3 separate regions of the Mus musculus genome follow, and all the other regions are linked to region 3. A link is a contact called in public promoter capture Hi-C data. All regions are on one chromosome and are shown on one strand. Each heading gives the region's core, a stretch centred on a gene start, on an enhancer-like site or on the middle of the called end of the contact. The rest is flanking DNA. Distances are from core to core; before and after follow the strand shown. Region 1 holds the start of Klrb1a (killer cell lectin-like receptor subfamily B member 1A). Region 2 has its middle 19 kb from the start of Klrb1a. Region 3 holds the start of Cd69 (CD69 antigen).

What was found. Promoter capture Hi-C pulls out the DNA fragments that hold promoters and counts their contacts.
Region 1: a promoter capture Hi-C map of pre-B cells shows a contact between it and region 3, with 4 times the contacts expected there. The contact joins the promoter of Klrb1a here to the promoter of Cd69 in region 3. A contact is called at or near these places in 2 of 39 promoter capture datasets (embryonic stem cells and pre-B cells), 1 of 115 datasets of contacts at active chromatin or transcription factors (large pre-B cells) and 2 of 9 other capture datasets (adipose tissue and liver).
Region 2: a promoter capture Hi-C map of pre-B cells shows a contact between it and region 3, with 7 times the contacts expected there. The contact joins the enhancer-like site here to the promoter of Cd69 in region 3. A contact is called at or near these places in 8 of 39 promoter capture datasets (the 3T3-L1 cell line, embryonic stem cells, hippocampal neurons and 3 more), 1 of 484 Hi-C or Micro-C datasets (embryonic stem cells) and 1 of 115 datasets of contacts at active chromatin or transcription factors (large pre-B cells).

What each region holds. Positions count from the first base shown.
Region 1 is chr6:128,620,718-128,625,409 of GRCm38.p6, forward strand. It overlaps Klrb1a (killer cell lectin-like receptor subfamily B member 1A), which reads right to left and starts at 2,217. Exons shown (of 6, transcript NM_010737.3): 1 at 2,014-2,217. The coding sequence starts at 2,116.
Region 2 is chr6:128,601,473-128,606,151 of GRCm38.p6, forward strand. No RefSeq gene overlaps it. Among named protein-coding and RNA genes, the nearest start is that of Klrb1a, 19 kb to the right of the region's middle. Within about 2 kb of position 3,204, at least 4 of the 459 cell types and tissues checked have an H3K27ac peak or open chromatin away from gene starts, as enhancers often do.
Region 3 is chr6:129,272,296-129,277,100 of GRCm38.p6, forward strand. Cd69 (CD69 antigen) reads right to left here and starts at 3,074. Exons shown (of 5, transcript NM_001033122.4): 1 at 2,927-3,074. The coding sequence starts at 2,990.

The DNA.
Region 1 (4,692 bases), core at 967-3,466, 650 kb before region 3:
GAGCATCTCTAAGGAAGATCCTTTAATCAAGAGATGCTTTTGATGCTCAGTTTTGTGGTACTGATGACTTTCAGTGCTAATGACATATGATTCTATTCCTGGACATGAAGTCTTCTTCACTGTTGTCTACAATGATCTCCATTTTGAATCAAAGGCGTGATATCCAAGGGGAAGCAACTTGTGATTTCAGACGGTATTTCAGTATTTCAGTTGTGTTAGTCCCCCCTTATTGGCTGAATTCCAAACACCCTAATGGTTAGATGAACTGAAACTGTGGTTAGCACCAGCCTCTATATATACACACCCATGCACACACATTAAGCATACACTAAATACAATCTGACTGTAGCTTTCACAGTGTTCCTTCCTTAAATAGAGTACTTTCAAAATTTCTTTTTGTTGTGCTCTGTTATGTTTCTAAGACAGGGTTACTCCTCAGTCCAGGCTGACTGCTAACTCTGTGTGGCTGAAGATGACCTTGAGCTCCTGATTCTCCTGCCTCTGCCTCCCAAGTGATGGAATTATAAGTGTGCACCACCCAGAACAAGTAGAGAATAAGAGACTATGAAGTACTCAGCCCTAAGTGGCACATCTGCATCTCATCCCATCCCTAACCAAGGCTCTGCCATCATCACAGCAGAGGGGACAGAATAACTGCAGAGTCAGAGATGGTGGACAACTGTAATGAAACACTGTCTTTCAGACACAGCAGGGCAGTTGCACATATGAACTCATGCCATTTGTAATAGCCTGCACAAGACCTTCAAAAACTCAAGTCAGGCAAAGGTCCAGCATGGTGGGGGGAGTTGGGTATGGACTTCCAATGTCATCTGGGGAGTCATTGACAGCTGATGGCTGCTAGGAGTGGGAGAGTCAGTTTTGTTCTAGGATACAGTTCCTAAGAGGCCACCTGTGCTCCAGGGCATGACCCAAAAACCATGCACACACTGGCAGAGCTGACTAGACTCAGTGGGAAAACAGAACCCCAACCTTTAGCTTCTCAAGTCCCTTCTCCATGTTTGCAGTCATAAATAGGGAAAACAAGCACTTGCCTGCACCTACCACACATAACTGGCTCCCTCAAATCCCACTCTGATCAACAAAACCCTCCACTTTCCCAGAAACAATGTAAAGTTTATAACGCAGTTTTGGTGACTTTTTTCTTTGTACTTTTTTCCAAACTATTTTTTTTAAAGATTTATTCATTTATTATATGTAAGTACATTGTAGCTGTCTTCAGACACTCCAGAAGAGGGAGTCAGATTTCGTTACGGATGGTTGTGAGCCACCATGTGGTTGCTGGGATTTGAACTCTGGACCTTCAGAAGAGCAGTCGGGTGCTCTAACCCACTGAGCCATCTCACCAGCCCTCCAAACTATTTTTTAAAACTAGTTTCTGACAAACAGCCTTAAAGAGTTGTGGGTTCACATTCTTGACACAGTATAGAAAGGTTAGATTTTAAGCACTGCAGTTTTAGATAAGGAAACTCAGTTATGTCACAGAACTCCATACCATACCATGACCACTGTAGACATACTTTTGGCCTCTGTGTCTGTCTCTTTTCATCCATCCCTAAGTCATGGTACCCTTCATAAATGCCTCCTATCAGTCTTCCACATTTCTGGCAAACAGGGTGCTACATCCCTCAACTCCTCCAGTGCTCAGTGCTAGAATGGCACGGAGAGGAGTCGTGGTGTTTGTGTTCTGTAGAGAAGTTTGGACCAGGCAAGATGCTTTATAGTGAGTCTGCCTTACTTTCTCCTTGTAGATGTAAAATATCCTTTCTTCAGGGCCCGTAGCTAAAGACAAAAGGAATGCCTACCCAAGTTTCACACTGACTGACTGATTAAAGATGGAACCGATGAGCTTTTTATTAATCCAAAGTTGTAGCCATCTACACTCTTCAGCGCTGGTAGATGGTTGCTCACTTTCATAGCAATAACTTAAAACTGTAAGAAAATCATAACTCTGGAAGATATTTTAATACTACAAGGAAAAATAAAGTGACTGACCTGGGGGAAGAGATGGGGGTGACTCATGCCAAGCCCCTGGAGTCCTGGGTGGCTTTAAACCAAAGTAGACCCTTGCTGTGTCCATTGTGCATAGGAGATGCATCACTGAACTGGTGAGCAGGGGCAAACTCCAAGGCCTTTGGGGTGAAGTGAGCAAAAGGAAGTCCTCTGTGAATGCTCTGCTCTGTGCCTACACCCACTGACTCCTGTCTCTGAGGGTTTCTCCATGGTTACCGACTGACCTTGCTGTCTGTCCTGCCCACACAGCTTACACACTGCTGTCTTTTTTCTTTTCTTTATTCTTCTCCCACGCAAAACACTCTGACCACAGCCTTCCCTCCCTTCTTTCCTCCCAGTTCCCCTTCCTCTCCACTCCCCCATCCACTGCTCCTTTGTTTCCCTTCAGAAAAGAGCAGGCCTCCCAGTGACATCAACTGAATACAGGATAACAAGATGCAATAAGAGGGCACAAACCCTCTTACCAGGGCTGGATAAGACAGTCCAGTAGGAGGAAAAGATTCCCATGAGCAGGGAAAAGAGTCAGAGATACCTGAACTCCAACTGTTAGGAATTCCAGAAAAACACCAAGCTTACAGCTATAGCATATATACAGAGGGCCTAGTGCAGACCCATGCAGGCTTCATGACTGCTGCTTCAGGCTCTGTGAGTCCCTATGAGCCCTGCTTAGATGATTCTGTGGGCCATGTTCTCCTGGTGTCCTCCATGCCTCTGGCTCCCACAATCCTTCCTCTGCCACTTTCATGGGGCTCCTGAGCTCTGCCTAATGTTTGGCTGTGGGTCTCTGCATCTGCTCTCATTACATGTTATTGTCTTAAGAAAGGAAGGTGTAACATGTGGTCTTCTTTTGTTCTGAATCTGGTAACCATTTGTTTTGAGTTATTCTCTCTTGCGTGCGCCCGACTCACCAGCAAGAACGATGCTGCAACAGGATCCTTCTGCACAAGTTTATTGGGAGAGCTTGATAGCAGAGGCAAAGAGATCCCAAGCCCAGAACTGGTGCTGCTTATATAGGCCTAGGAGAGGTGTGTCTCACACCCGGATTGGTTATGCATGGGTTATGCTTACCACCTCATTTGCATTTCTCACATCTGATTGGTTAACTTGACTCTCATCTGATTGGCTAGCTTCTCTCTCATCTGATTGGTTAATTCTCAAAACCTCATCTTGGCAAAAAACTTTACTGCCTATGTATGCGTGGTGGCCAGCGGAAGCCAGTGCCACCTTGCAACGGCACATGTGGCTTCCCACAATTCTCTCAAGGTGAATGCAGCCCAGGGTCTGTGAAATGCAACATTCTTCCTCAATTCAAACTTAAGTGACTTCTTTTACCAATTTACTGGCAATCAAGATACAACAATATACTATGCTATGTTGTAAAAATAAATAGTAATATGTGCAAGTCCACAGTTATATGTGACATGAGTTGAAGCTCTAAGATCCTCCTGAAACAGTCATGCTGTGAAGGAAGCTGTGAGATGTGGACATGTCATGACTGTGGGAAGAATTCATGACTGACACAACAGGAAAAACACTGAGGGCAGAGCCCCACTTGCTGCTCTGGCTCTGCCCTGTCCTGAAGGTCCACGGGGATGTAACTTCATTCACCTGAGTGAAAGGACTTCATCTGTCAGAGCTCAGGTAGTAGAGGACTTGGGTCTATGGGATGTGATAACTCCTCCAAGGGTTTTCAGTCCTAGAGTCTTAGAGCAAGGACTACTAATGCCAAGTCACACATTCACACATTACAAGTGAAGAAGAAAAGCAAGGACTTCCTTAAAGTCTCCTTCTGTGGTCAGAGTGAAATTATACCAAGTCCTCACAATTACAGAGCTTTGCAGCTGTCAGCTGGCTGTGAGTTCCAGGAGACAGATGGTGCACACTCATCGCAGAGTGCTCAGACGCATCCGCCAAGACCAGTGAAGAAGGAAGCAAGGGGATGTATATCTGAGGGCCTCACAGCTCACTTAAGACTCAGTGGAGCCTCCTCAGCCATCTCTGACGTCAGCCATTTTACTCAACACCAGGTTGAGCACAGGGTTCTGCACCATGCTCCATCTATTTATTTTTTTTGTAGTGCTGGGAGTTGACCTTCGAGCCTCATGAATTTGAGGCAAGCACCCCTTCACCTATGTTGCTGACCTTTCATACTTTTCCTAGACTAAAGATTTTCGCAACTAAATCTAAATAAAACAGAATTTCCCATCTTGGGTCATGATATTTTACAATCGAATGTAGAGAATTCATGAAAATAGTCTCAACTTTCAGTACACAAAAATTTCAGCATATATAAGGACCCCAAGCAAAGGTATATAAAGAACACACCCAAATGCTTATTAGTGATGCTTGTTTCTGCCCATAATCCCTTTCCTTTGCCAAGATAACAGGAGCCTTAGGTGGGGAGTGTGTGAATAAACTCTGCAAATATTTAGGTGGCTTATAACCACCTAATAACCTGGAAACCAATGAAAACTGTGGAGATGCGTTAGAAAGGTCAGGAAGGAGAAGGCTGATGCTCTTAGCAGAAGATTCAAATGGTGCTTTGAGGACATAGAGGTTTTACTGAGTTCTGAAGGTGTCTATGGCTTCTAGGAATCCACAGTGGCCTTGTGAAAAGTCACAGTTCTGAGGTGTGATGTTCTCTTTAACAGGCGCTGGCTA
Region 2 (4,679 bases), core at 1,954-4,453, 670 kb before region 3:
CCTGACTTCCTTTAATGATGAACAGCAATGTGGAAGTGTAAGCTGAATAAACCCTTTCCTCCCCACCTTGCTTCTTAGTCATGATGTTTGTGCAGGAAGAGAAACCCTGACTAAGACAAGATGTGTTCCAAGGACGGACAAAATGCTCAAAGAATGCAGGAGTGTGAATGTTGCCAGTGCACACTGATTTTCAAATGTTCTTTATGCTGAAGTTACAGAATCATCTTGTGTTATGTTGTTATCCACATACTCTAACTGGAGTGAGGCTCTGCAGCTGTATGATTGGCTTAATAATCATTCCCATCAAAGGGAATGACACATTAAACACGACTTGCTAAACTTATTCATGATACTCAATACTGTCTCTTGCTCATTCAAAACAATGAAGGACGAATCCTGAGTGACTATACATCCTAAGTGTTCAAGTGCATAAAATGAGACACTTGGTCCAAAAGATAACTCTGTCTAATGTTAGACATTTTTACACAATTGGCAAACCATCTTGTCATTTTACTAGTACATTCCACAAGTTAGCTCAGAAGAAAATAATTGTATCTGGTGATATTTAGGGATATTTCATTTATTTTCCTTTTCTTTGAGTGTGTTCATTCATGCATACAATGTATTGTGATTCTAGTCAACCCTCCATCACTCTCCGTTATGCTTTCTTCCTCTGAACTTCATCTACTGCCTAACTAATTCCCTCCCATGGAGTTTGTGAGGGTTGTTTGCAAGAGCAACGGGCAACTTGCCAGTAGCTATAGTGCTGAAGGAAATGATGCTCGCTCTGCAGGAAACCATTAACTCTCACAAAGTGGTGGACCTTGGGGCAGCTCCCCATCCATAGTGGATGTTGAAGGTATCTTGTACAGGTATCCTTGGCTGCTGTTTGCTTATGATCAGTACATCCCTGTCATAACAGGAGGCAGTTTACCATAATCCTCCTCACCCTCTAGTTCCTACGTTCCGCCTTTTCTTCTCTGATGCTGCCTGTGCCCTGGGCGACTTACTGCCTTTGCGGGTTGGAGATGAGGTGGCACGTAATCAATGACTCAGACTCTGGGGGCAGGTGAAAAATGCAAGCAAGCTCATCTGAATACTGCTGCAAGTTCCTTCAAAACCCTCCACCGGCACCCTATTGGTCCCCCATAAAGCATCTCTTCTAAACGTCAGTTCCCAATTGGCTGGCATTGTCCGTGCAAGCAATCCTTGATCTCTCAGGCAGTCCTCAATTAGGTCCCCCTGCAGGAGATGCTTTAGCTGCTGTGCAGCCCCTGGAGTTTACATAGAGCTGCCCTCCCCCCTCCCCCTGTTCCTGCTACACTCTGATGTCCCATTTATGGCTGAGCATGCAACTGTCACTTACCCTCAATACTTCAGCCAGATAATAAGTCTCTGCATGAATCATTGCCTGCTGCAAAAAGGAGATTCTCTGGCCAAGGCTGAAAGGTGCCCTGGTCTATGAGTACAATAGAAAGCAGTTTGACAGCATATCCAATTACCATTTGATAAAGCCTGCAGAATCACGCATGTACGCCATCCTGTGTAGAGGCCTCAAACCCAATTGCAGAGCAGTTGGTTACCCCTAAACACTCATGACATTATTGTCTCAGTGGCAATTGCCTTGCCCGGCAGGTCAGTAATGTATCATGCTGGGCCTACAGCTGGGTATGACCACTGATGAGTCCCCTTTTCGGCAGAAGCCTGTGTAGTATCTTCAGACACAATGTATGGTTGCCAGAAAGGAAGGAGCTTCTAGCTTTGTTCCAGGTTGATGTCTCTGTATCCTGCAACCAAGATACAGAGATATCTTGTATCAGAGATACCAAGAGATGGCACTGTGCTCTTAATTCTAAAACCTGTGATCTGGGAGCAGCACTCTCCACTCATGCAGGGTACCTCCATTTTAAGCTGTTTACTAATGTATATTTTTAAGTAGCTCATAAAATAGTAGATTTTCACATGACTTGTTCACAAAAGGTTCACTTCTAGGATTTTAGACGGTATTCTTCAGGAGTGACAGCTGTATTAAAAGATTCTCATGCCTTACCTTTCTTCACACGTCACTACCTATTACTGTTGCCTACAGAGTGCTTGACTCTGCTTGAGAAAAGCTCCCAGTGTTTAACCTTTATTAGACAGTTATTGGCCTTTACACAGGTCACTTGTACATCCCTTCAAATACTACTAATTTCATTCTATTTGTTAACAGTTTAGGTTTGAAAACAAAACATGGACTAAGGCTGGGCGTGGTTGGCACACGCCATTAATCCCAGCACTTGGGAGGCAGAGGCAGGCGGATTTCTGAGTTCGAGGCCAGCCTGGTCTACAAAGTGAATTCCAGGACAGCCAGGGCTATACAGAGAAACCCTGTCTCGAAAAAACAAACAAACAAAAAACAACAAACAAACAAATAACCATGGATTAAATGATATCCTCCTCTATGTCACCAGACTGAAAGGGAGAGGTCACCCTCTGTACACATTTCCCGTGGAAAATGTCAAAGAACTTGGAAGTCAAATTTTTAACACTGGAACTGAAATAAGGATAAAATGTTCGGTCACACACACCCAGAACGCTGGTCCTGGACTCTTCAATGGATGCCAGTGGGAGAGAAAAGGATGGATTGCTCTTTATTAAAAGAGACCAAAGTGTCTACAACCAATGGTAAACGCTAAACTGGGGCTGAACTCTGGATTGAGAAGGGAGGATCTAAAATATATTAATGATAGTTTAGCAAAATTTAGAAAATTCAGATATAGGACCGATCTTAGAATGTTAGGTTGTATTTATTTATTTTGGCTTTTCGAGACAGGGTTTCTCTGTATAGCCCTGGCTGTCTTGAAACTCACTTTGTAGACCAGGCTGGCCTCGAACTCAGAAATCTGCCTGCCTCTGCCTCCCAAGTGCTGGGATTAATGGTGTGCGCCACCACTGCCCGGCTAGGTTTTTATTTTATTTTATTTTTTTATTTCTTAGTTTTTTCCTGCAACTATCAAGTCATTCAGAAAAGAGGAGTCAAGAGAGGGATGAGGTACATTTGAAATAAAAAACAATAATGATGATTGGTCCTGGGTTGAGAGATATCAGTGTACACAGAGCATTCCCCATCCTTTAGGTAAATGTGAAAAGTCCCCCTAAGTGCTATACTTTCAACGTTGCAGTTGTATATTATGGACACAAGGTGGCGATAGACTCACTTTTGAAATTCTGTGAATGCAGAAGCAAATGCTTTCTAATGTAACTAACATCTACCCTGGTTTGCCTGATCTAGGAAGGGAACCAAGCGAAGTTGCCCCAGAAGGCAGTGCGCCACGAGAAAGTCCTCAAATGACCAGTTAATTTGCAGTTCATCTGGAAGTCTAAGAAGCAACAGTTGGTAGCTTTGGAGAGATCTGGGTTCAAGTTCCAGCTCTCCTGCTGATTAATTTTGTGACTTCACCAAGACACAAGCTTTGAGAGGAGAAAATGAAGGAACTGGTTTTGAAGATTTGGGGTTGCTTTTCTTCTGGTTGGAAGAATTACCATTTCCCTTTTGGTTACAGAGTGAGAGCAAGAGCGAGTTAAATCAAAATATTCAAAATTTGTACTGGGTGGCTGGGTGGTGGTGGTGCACACCTTTAATCCCAGCGCTTGAGAGGCAAAGGCAGGCAGATTTCTGTGAGTAAGAGGCCAGCCTGGTCTACAGAGAAAATTCCAGGACAGCCAGGACTAACACACAGAAACCCTACTTCAAAAAGTAAAAAAAAATTTTTTAGACATATATGCAGTTATAGATACTATGAAATTTTTTTGTGCAGTGTCGCTATTTGCAGAACAGAAGTTGCTTCTAAAGAAAAGAGCTTTGGATTGGTGAGAACTAAGTTACCATTGGCCAGGAGTATAAAGTTCCCCTGTGCTATTGCACAGTTAGAGTAACTATAGATCAAATGATAAAGTACTTAAAAGGGGGAGGGAAGCGAAAAGAACGATTTAATGCTTTCATCATAAGAAATGATAAAGGTTCAAGAAGTTAGCTTTGTGTACCCAGTTTCAGACATTATCCAATGTGTATATACACATAGTATATGTATACACATAGTATAGTATATATGTAAACATAGTACCTGAGAAATACATACACTTTTGTGTCTTTTGTAAAGATTTGGTATGTGTGTGTGTGTATGTATGTGTAAGTGTGTATGAGTGTGTGTGTGTGTGTGAGTGTGTGTGTGTGTGTGTGTGTGTGTGTGTGTGTGTGTATGTGTGAGTGTGTGTGTAGTGCTCACAGAGGCCAGGAGAGCATGTCAGACCCACTGGAAGTAGCATTACAGGAAACTGAGAGACTCTGCATGGATGCTGACATCCAAATTTAGAATTCAATGAAACTATCAAATGCCTGGAAGCCAGCTGTTTGGGGCCAAGTATGTCTCCTGCTTCTGAGTCTCCTGCCTTGGTCAGCAATGACAGCTCCTACCATGGAGGCTGGATAAATTAACAGATTAAGAATAAAGAGACCACAATGGTGGGGGAGAAGTTAACTGGCAAGATTGAAATGTTGCCTATTTTCTTGTTGGAAGAGGAAATAGACTGGCCCTCTGAGGAAAATTACACTGTGCACTATGCCACAATCGCCTCGCTCAGGGCTCCTTCTGGGAGTCTGCTGCCTTATGCTACCCTTTCAAAGTTGCAGCTGTGAA
Region 3 (4,805 bases), core at 1,824-4,323:
ACTACTGTAAGATCCAGACAGTCCTACACACACATACCACCACCACCACCACCTCTAAAAAAACCCCATGTTTTTAAAATGCCTTGCACAACAATATTCATAGAATTATCATCACTAAGACCAAGTCCTGAAAATAATCCAAATACCTGTCAGCATGAGAATGAATAAACACTTTTTAGTATTTCCACACAAAAAAATGATTCTAGCAATTAAAATAAAGCCCTGATGCATACCATATGATAAATCTTAAAAAATAATGTTAAATGAAAACAGTATATTCATTAAAGATTACATATTATGTATTTCTATGTAACTGGCACTTTAGACAAAAATAAGGTGTGGTGTCAAATGTAAGAAAAGTGTTTGCATTTATGCTTGTGACAATGGCACCTACAGAGTGCCCTAGAGTCACGGGAATATTCAAATATTGATGGGAATTGTGGCTATACATTTGTTGAGTCCTTACACCGCACTCCTATGGTGTGTTCATTAATTGCATATAAATTATAGCACAGTTAAAGTGATAATGTAAGAATGAACAGTGAAACATTACATTTTCTAAGATGGATTAAAATAATAAGTGAAAAGTAACAATGCTATAAAACATATTGAACAGACCCCCCCCCAATTTAACTTACTGTATAAAGGTTGAACAAAGTCACAGTTACCTTTAACTAATAAATGTTTCTGTATCAGGATTTGGATAGATAGAAATATGCCTGTACTAGCATGTAAATAGGTGACTGCAGAGGGAAAGTCAATTTTTGGCTTTAGATTTTGGATTTTGTTTTTTACAGGGTGAACCCTCATGATTCAAAACAGTATGCCCCCACTAGAATGCCCTTGTATGTTCCCAAATTCTTCAGTGTGAATTTTTTAATGCTCATGGAAGCTTTAATACAAAATGGCTCCTTGAATAAGATTATAATTAACAGTGAAAATCACTCTCCACAGTTGTAATCCCAACACTTAGGAGTCTAGTGTCAAAGGAGTGTGAGCTTGAAGCCTATGGCTACAAGGTGAAAAGTTATGTCAAATCTTTTCTCATTATAAAAACACTTAACTTTCCATTGTAGATGACTTTTTATAGTTACAAGATTATTTCTGTAGATTTTATCTTGGAATTTGTGGATTTTTTTTTCTTAAAACATTTTGTTCCAGATAAGCTTGGTGAGGAGACATCACATGGCTAGTATCACCAACTTGTACATTTTGTAGGATTTTCTTTTTCTTGGTGAAAATCTGATTTCAAGTTTTCTAAGAGAAGCCTTTATCAATCCTGCCTAGGTCTGTTTTCCCCTGCCTTCCTTTTCACACACATACACAATTATCTTCAGAGGCAGTCTTTGTAGCTTGAGTAATAGGTTCAGAGACTGGTCTAGTTTCGTTTCTCAACATATGATAGTCACATTGCTTGGACTCAATTTATCAATATCTCTGACTGCACAGCAAACATACCCACATCCAAAGCAACCCTAGACCTCAACTAGTTCATTCAGCCCATTGACCCACCTGGTGGGTAGACTATGTAGACCAACTCCCACGTGACAGTTTATTTCCATCTCCAAGGGTCATGGCTAACCACAGTTCAACTTGTCACCTAGGCAACAAAACATCCCCCCCTAACAGCACACTCCTGAGGCCTGTGCATTAATGGAGAGCATGAAAACAGATCCACCTATTTACCAACTTTCAGTCACCCAAGGAGGAGCCTGTTGATTCCACTGCTGCTGTGTTGCTAAGGTCATGGCCGTGAGAACATAAGTTAAATATACAAAGGTAGATGGAGCTGACCCCAGGCCAGGTCAGGAATTTCTGCATTTGGTCTTTCCTTCATTCCACTATTTATTATAGTTTCATTATTATCTGCTTTTTAAAAAAAATTTAAGTGAGACATATAGGTATGGGTTGCTTAGGTATCTAAAAATGAATATTGTAGACTTTATATCTATGTTTTTGACTTCATGCTCTCAAAGAAGGGATGAGATTTTAAAGGTAACTGAGACTTTTAAAAAATTTTTTATTTTTAATTTTTTTACACAACAAGACAACTTGACAGAGAAACTCAGAAAATAATTCGTTCCTCACCAACTATCTTGGCGGTGTTGGTCATAGCAAATCCCTTTATTAACTGGATCGCTCGTGCTTTCAAATAACTCTCATTCCCAAGTGCTAAGTGCTGGAGGGCTCCTTACAACTCAGATAGAAACAGACAGAAGAGACAGAAATGTGAAGGGTGATCATGCTTTTGTAAAAAGGAAGAAAAATATATAGTCATAGAATTTGAAGTGATTCATTGGAGGAGAGAGACAGAACAAAATGTAAGGAGGAGATTCCATAGGTCTCTGCAGAAGATGACATTTTAATGACAGGGTTACATTCTAATGCATCACCATATGACACTGCACATGTTCAGGTGTGTGTAATGCTGTTTTCTCTGAGCCTGGAGACCCGAATGCTGCTAACCACTGGAGGATTCATGAGGAGAACACTAATGAGGGAATACACACAGAAAGCAGGCAAATGGATAAGGAAAGAGCAAGAACGTAACTCTTTGTGTGAAAAACAGAGTTCTTCATAAAGAAAAGGATAAAACTTACTGATGATGGTGGTTATGGGAAAACTATAGAGAATAACTAGGTCAAGCCAGGCAATTTATCATTTATCATTTAAATCCACGAGTTGAGATGTTACAAATCTATTCAAAGGAAAAGTCCTTTCAAGATCATCTGAAAGTCATATAGCTCTCTCTCATACAAGTATCTTGTCTTCTCATAGCTAGAGAGGTATTTACCTATGCCCAGTTTCTCTTTTACTGATTGAAACAGAACATAACCAAGTCCTCTGATAATCTCTCCATTCTCCGCTCTATTCCACACATCAAATGTAGAGATCATTCCAGAATGTAAGAAATCACATGACTTACCCTTCTGCCCTCTCTCCAGATGTGAAGAGCTATTTTCCGTTATAGAACAGTTTTCAGAATCCATCCTTTTTAATTTTTTTCCCCTCAAGGTCCCTGGCGACTCTCAAGTGGTCCACGGAGAGATGTAGCTGGAGCTGTCTTGTTCAGTGTCTTGATCTCGGAGGATTTCAGCCTTTATACTCGATTAGGCTCCACCCCTTCCTCCTACCCTGTACTCACTCAACTCAGCCAGTTCTCTTTAATTTATGCTCCAGCGGCCTAGACACTTCACCGTGTGTTGTTGTGGTGAGCTGCGGGTTTTCCCTGCTGTCTGAAATGTGCTTTCTCACAACTGTAGCTTCAAGAGGAAGAGATAAATGGGATTTTCCCAGAATCGAAGACATCCTTCCACAAACTTTTAAAAACACAAATAACTTAGGAAATGGTATAATCTAAACAAGGAGCTAAAAGTTTGAGATTGCTGTATTTGACATGGAAAAGCACTGGAAGAGAGAGTAAAACTTTTTCATGCAATCCTTTGCATTGGTTTCTTTGTATATGTAGGCAGGTACAGGCATTTATTGAATACCCATTATGTACCAGGTGCTGTTGGTGGCCAGAAGATGTACTGTTGAGTAGGGATTTTAAAATCTCTATCTTTGTGGCTCTCTCTCTCCCTCTCTCTCAATTGGACAAGTTTTATTTAGTTAATTATGGATTTAAAACGTGTGGCATTCACTTCTTTTTTCCCCAGAGACTAGTTCTTTCAAGTGTCAGGAGTTGCTTTAGTGCAGGAAACAGAAAGCTTGTGGTCTGAAACTTCCTCGGTGTGATCTAAAACTGTTTCTCTTCAGTTATCTATTTCATCATCCCTTGCTCATTTTCTTGTCATCCTCCACTGTCAAACTTACTTTGTCTCACTGCAGAATATCTCCTTCTATTTCCCCATGTCCTTTTCAGGTGTCTGTGGCCTCGGATATTTGGAAGATGATCCCTATACACATATCTTCCCATGATATCCATCTCATTCAGATAAGTTATTGAGCACCACATAAATGCAGAAAATGTCTGTTTTGGTAAGTCAAGTGTGAGGATCTTAAAAAATTACAAGCATGATTTCTTACATTCTGGAATGATCTCTACATTTGACATATGGAATAGAGCAGAGAATGGAGAGATTGTCAAAGGACCTGGAGTAAAGTTGTCTGGTTTGCCTTTGTGAAGATATAATGCTTAGGTTGCTTGGAAGGTACCGGCACAGACAACTGAGGTGAGCCAGCAGGTGGATTTGTCTGCTTGAGACACAGACAGGTACATGCTGGTCCTAATGTGCCTTTTTGTTCTCAGTATCTTTCCTGCACAGCAGCTGGGATGAGATTAAGTATGTCATATCATCTTGTTGAGAACATTCAGCTCACCAAAGGCTTCCTAATAAAGGTTCCTTAAAATCCAAAGACCTTACAGCCAAGAAGAACCTCTACATTGGCCTCTGGGCACTTCCTCTATTACTTTCCCTCTACAACAGAGAGCTTCTTCTTATTCCATAGGAGTGCCCAGGAGCCTGCCACTGCAGGGCCTTTAGGTCTTTCGGTTGTGTCTTAGCGGTTCTTTTTCCATATGCCTATGTGCCAGGTTTTCCCATAATAAATAAGGTAATTAATTCAGTATCAAGTGAAAAGCAGGAAGGTCCAGATACTCATGAATACCAAGAAGTGCTCTTCTGACTCATGCCTGTTGGATGGGATGAGGTTTTCATAGAGTTCAGAACTGACAAAAAATAGGCAGGGAGAGTCATCATAGCCAGCCTCTGCTATAAGTTGGCTCCTAACTAAGCTCTTTAAAGGAAAAGGGCAGCTCAAGTGAGTATTTTTTAATTTATTTACCTTTATTAAACTTAATT